Regions from separate parts of the Macaca mulatta genome. Here region 1 is linked to region 2. A link is a contact called in public Hi-C data. All regions are on one chromosome and are shown on one strand. The core of a region is the stretch at or near the end of the contact, and the rest is flanking DNA. Distances in the headings are between cores, read along the strand shown.

Evidence for each region. A called contact is a pair of places that touch in the nucleus more often than the background predicts.
Region 1: a Hi-C map of fetal cortex germinal zone shows a contact between it and region 2, with 2.2 times the contacts expected there. The contact joins the promoter of NEIL1 here to the promoter of PPCDC in region 2. A contact is called at or near these places in 2 of 14 Hi-C or Micro-C datasets (fetal cortex germinal zone and fetal cortical plate).

Annotation. Positions count from the first base shown.
Region 1 is chr7:53,387,923-53,390,622 of T2T-MMU8v2.0, reverse strand. It overlaps NEIL1 (nei like DNA glycosylase 1), which reads right to left and starts at 1,257. Exons shown (of 11, transcript XM_077939948.1): 1 at 825-1,257.
Region 2 is chr7:52,975,933-52,978,632 of T2T-MMU8v2.0, reverse strand. It overlaps PPCDC (phosphopantothenoylcysteine decarboxylase), which reads right to left and starts at 1,281. Exons shown (of 3, transcript XM_077939966.1): 1 at 1,030-1,281. The coding sequence starts at 1,266. It also overlaps the pseudogene LOC144329996.

The DNA of each region.
Region 1 (2,700 bases), core at 8-2,507, 410 kb before region 2:
AAGGGAGCAGCGGGATCGGCCGCTAGGCCGCAGCGAGCCCCCGGGCCTGCCTCACGGGCCGGACACCCCCGCGGCCGCCCCCGGGTCAGGGCAGGGGCTAGGACGAGGCGAGGGGTCTGCTGCCGTGCGCTGGAGCCGACCCCATGGCTCCGCAGGAGGACGGGGGGCAGCAGGAAGGGCTCCCCGAGCTCCGGCCCCGGGCCGGGGGGAGGCAAAGGGCCCGCGGCAGCGCCTGGTCCCTGGGGTGGGGGTACCCACTCCTCACCTTCGCCCTCCCCGCTTTGCCACTTGCCTCTGTCCCCGGGCGGTTTGGGATCGGAGGCGAAGGTGTGCCTCAAGTGGAAGGGGGCACTTAGCGACGGCAGACGCCCGTACCTTGCCCCCTCCGCACCTGAGCGCCGCCCCTGGCCTGGCACCCACAGGTTCGTTTTCTGGGAGAACGTGAGGCTCCAAATCCTAGTTTGGGGGAGGAGCGGCGCTCTAGGGCCCGCCCTCCCCATGCCCCCGCTGCAACCCTGTCCTCGGTTAGTCCTGACTCCCCTCCTCCTCAGGGCCCCCCAAAGCCCATCCTCTTCTTAGCCCTATAGCGCACCTCCCGCACCCGGATCCTACACGCCCCCTCCCCGGGAACCCGCACTCCATTCCCCTCCTCGCCACTGCAGCCACTAAAGGGTTACGGCCAGGACGGGCGGCGCCCAGGAGCGCGCTGGGAGCCGCTGGGAGGTGTAGTCCTTCAGGGAGGCGGTAGCGAGTCCTCGGGGTGGGGTCCCCGAGCTGGTGGACGGGGGGCTTCCGGGCTGTGGGGCAGGCTTCGGGGCAGTTACCTGGCTGGGAGGTGGCGGAGGAACCTGACTTCCCACTGCCTGGCGCCGGCGGGATGCGGGCGCAGGTCTCAGGCCCCGGGTCGCCGCTGTCTCTGCGGTTGGGGGAAGTCACCCAGCTAGCCTGGGACAGGGTCGGCACCCCCAGGAGGAAACAGCAGCGACGAGCCAGAGCGGAGTCGCTCGCAGGTGCGCGCAGGGCGTGCACAGGTGCGCGGTACGCGCATGCCCTAGGGACTCGGTGGGGACCCTAAGCACCAACGAACAGTCAGACCTAACTCATAAACAAACATCATCACTGCCGGCCCGGTCAGAAGTGCAGCCAAGCAACAACAACAACAAAAAAGGCGGGGAGGCAGACCCATTTCAGATGGTTGTGTTGGAGAGAGTCTCTGAAATCAGAAGGCACCAGCCCGCAAAAAGGAAGAAACCCGACATGTTGGGCGGAAGGAAAAAGTGAAAAAGCCCTGCGGCGAGAAAGAGATTGGTCACTGAAAGAGCTCAAAGAAGTCCTGTGTAGCTGGAGTGTAGCTGCGGGTAGTGATGGGAGGTGAAGATAGAGAAGCAAACAGGACCCAGGTCAGGTCCAGCTTATCCGGGTGTGGTGGTGGGCGCCTGTAGTCCCAGACACTTGGGAGGCTGAGGCAGGAGAATTGCTTGAACCTGGGAGGCGGAGGTTGCAGTGAGCCGAGATCGTGCCACTGCACTCCAGCCTAGCGCCAGAGCGAGACTCCGTCTCATAAAACAAACAAACAAGGAAAAACACCCAGAAAGACAAATACCTCATGGTTCCACTTTTATGAGGTATCTAAATAAACACATGGAAACGGCAAGTAGAATGGTGGTTGCCAGGAGCTGCCGGGAAGGAGGAAATGGGTAGTAGATATTCAATGAATATAAAGTTTTGGGGTTTTGGCCAGGCGCAGTGGCTGACGCCTGTAATCCCAACACTATGGGAGGCCGAAGGGGGGTGAATCACTTGAGGCCAGGAGTTCAAAACCAGCCTGGCCAACATGGTGAAACCCCGTCTTTACTAAAAATACAAAAATTCGCTTTGAGATCCTGTCTCAAAAGAAAATAAAATATTTAGGTTTTTGTTGTTGTTGAGACAGGTCTCACTCTGTCACCCAGGCTGGAGTACAATGACGCAATCTTGGCTCACTGCAGCCTCGACCTCCCAGTAGCTAGGATTACAGGCGGGAGCCACCATGCCTAATTTTTTGTATATTTTAGTAGAGACAGGGTTTTACCACGTTGCCAAGACTGGTCTCGAACTCTTGACCTCAAGCGATCCACCCGCCTTGGCCTCCCAGAGTGTTGGGACTACAGGCGTGAGCCACCGTGTCCAGCCTGAAAGTGATTTTCTAATTGTCATTCTTAATATATTTGATAGAATCCATCTGTCAAGTATAGCTTTACCTCATTGACCAAGGCTATTTGGTTATCCTGACTAAAAAGACAGGATAAGCTCTTTTTTATTTTTTATTTTTTTGAGACAGAGTCTCACTCTGTCACTCAAGGCTGGAGTGCAGTGGTGTGATCATTGTTCACTGCAACCTCGAACTCCTGGGCTCAGGTGATCCTCCAATCTCAGCGTCCTGAGTAGCTGGGACAATGGTGCATACCACCACACCTGACTAATTTTTGGGTTTTTTTTGTAGAGATGGGGTTTTTCCATGTTGCTCAGGCTAGTCTCCTTGTGATTTTTTTTTATCACTTTGTTTATTTCCGGTTTTCATTTTTGTTTCTTCTTGCCCAACTGTGGCTAGTTGAACATTTTTTAGAATACCAGTTTGACTTACCTATAATTTTATTTTTAATTGACAAATAATAACTGTATACATTTATGGGGTACAGTGTGATGTTTTGTTACATGTAT
Region 2 (2,700 bases), core at 32-2,531:
AAAGAGTATACGGGAAGGCTGATGTGGTGGCTCACATCAGTAATCCCAGCATTTTGAGAGGCCAAGGGAGGAGGATTGCTTGAGCCAGGAGTTTGAGACCAGCCTGAGCAACATGGTGAGACCCTGTCTCTACAAAAGTAAAATAAAATAAAAATTAGCCGGGTGTGGTGGCTTATGCCTGTGGTTCCAGATACACAGGGGACCGAGGCAAGAGAATCCCTTGAGCCCAAGAGGTCGAGGCTGCGGTGAGCTATGTTCCCACCACTGCACTCCAGCCTGGGTCACAGAATGAGAAAAAAAAGTATACAGCAATCCCCTGCGGATACTGAGGGATGAATGTATCTAACACACACACTCACACACGTGGGCTACTAGAAAGGCAGTGATTGCGTACTGCTACTTTCCAGCCACTGTGAGAGAGATGGAAACCCCTGGTCCAAGACACCCACCACTTCCCCAACCTGGGAACCTCTCCGGCTCACCATCTAGCACCTGCTTCCAAATACTTCAAGGACAGCAGGAAGTTCTTTTTCGACAAGATTTGGCCTAATTTTTAAACGGCATTCTGCACTTTTTGGCAGGCCTAGGGCTACTTCCAATATCCCATGGCTTTCCTTTTTTAATTTTACCAACTTTTAAAATACACTTTGTATTTTGGGCAGCCCGAGTAAACGCTAAGTGTGAGGAGCTGACACGGCCATCATTTAAACTAGATTAAACGACGCTGGACAAATAATCGCAGAGCAGCACAAAGTTGGGCTGGACGTGCACAGATGGAAACCCTCCACTCCGGGCTCTGGAGTCCCTCCTGCTCCAGGCGGCCCCACCCGTACAGCCGGGAAACGGAGGTCGCACACATGCACAGCCGTCTACCCACGCACAGTCGCAAGCAGAGCTTCATGGCCACAGAGGGGAAAGTGAGGACACACACAGACAGCCACGGACCCACGCTCGCAGACACAGCTCCCCGAACCTCTCCTCCCGCGCCGCCGCGAGAACCCAGCTTCCCGGCCCCGTTCCACTGCTCACCCGCGCCAGGCGCGTCTCGGGGTCGACCCCAAATATCGCGGTATTTCTGCCGCCCTCCCGCGGAATCTGACTGTCACGCCTCACGAGAGCACCGTGGGGGCTGTGTGTCGCGCAGCCTTCTGGGAGCTGTAGTCCACTTCTCTGTCTTCCAGGAGTTATAGTCCACTGGGGAAATCCTGGAGCAAACCCTGGCTTCCTGTTCTTTGTATTGCTGGGACTCTCGATAGGGGCTGGCATAACTGTCCGACCGCCTCTCCTCACTCCTATCAGCCCCATACACACTGCTCGTTGCTTGGAGCCTTTTTTTTTTTTTTTTTTTTTTTTTTTTTGCTGTTGTCCCAGGTTTATTGAATATATTACAGTATCCCGAAAAGATTCAAACAGCTCTACATGGCGTTTTGAAATTCATCCCCACTGTCGGCTGAGTGACCTGCAGGTTGGACAGACTGCCAAAGTCCAAAAACATCAGCATTTCCTTAATATCAGGATCTGTTAATACTTCAGTGATCTCCTGATCCAGGCCTGAGACCTCGGGAACATGATCACCTCTCCTTTCTCTCTTCTCCTCCTGCAACTTGATGGAGATACCTCTCACTGAGCCCTTCATATCACCTTCATCACATGCATGTTCTAGCCTGCTATCTTGTTGGGGAGCTTTTTTTTTTTTTCCTTTTTGAGACAGGGACTGGCTCTGTCACCCAGACTGGAGTGCAGTGGTGCTATCTCCGCTCACTGTAACCTCCACCTTTCGGGCTCAAGCCATCCTCCTATCTCAGCCTATTGAGTAGCCGGGACTACAGGAGTGCACCATCATGCCAGACTAGTGTTTGTATTTTTTGTAGAGACGGGTTCTCACTCTATTGCCAAGGCTGGTCTCAAACTTCTAGGCTCAAGCAATCTGCCCACCTTGGCCTCCCAAAATGCTGGGATTACAGGAGTAAGCCACCGCACCCAGGCCTGGGGAGCTTTTTGCTGGAAATAATGGTGATCTCCTTTCACATGTGCTTGTTTGTGTGGAAGTTGCTGCCCGGGTGCGTGTAGTACTTTTTTATGACGGAATATAGAAAAGGGCCATCTTCACGGTGTTAGTGTGAATGGGGCCCATGTTGGCAGGTCCTTAGTAAAAGAGGGCTCGGGGCACTTAATGCTGAATATTTACCAAGGTTCTTCTATTTTAGGTGCACAGGATACACACAGGATACAGGATAAATCAGATGCGTCCCTGTTCTTGACACAAACAGGGACACAGAAAATGACAGGGTAAGATCCTCCATGAGGAAGCAACACCTCCAGGCAGGAAAGCCTTCTTGAAGGAGTGACTTGAGATGAATCTTGAAGGACAGCCAGGAGCTTAGATACAGGATCCCAACAGCAATCCAGGTGGAGGGCATCGAATGGGCAAAGGGAAGGCAGCAGGAGAATGCACATTGGGCATGCTTCCCTGCCCCTTTCATTTTTTAGCCTTCACAGGCCCCAGAAACCTCTGTATTCATTGAGGTGGCTAAAGCAGCTGTGGGTTCCCTGCCCTGAGCTGAGGTGGGGCCTCTGCTCTACCCCTGCCCTTGGCTGCAATGGACCATCTGGGCCAAACCATCCCTTACCCAGGGATCCAGCCTGCTTTTTTTTTTTTTTTTTTTTTTTTTTTTTTTTGAGATGGAGTCTTGCTCTGTC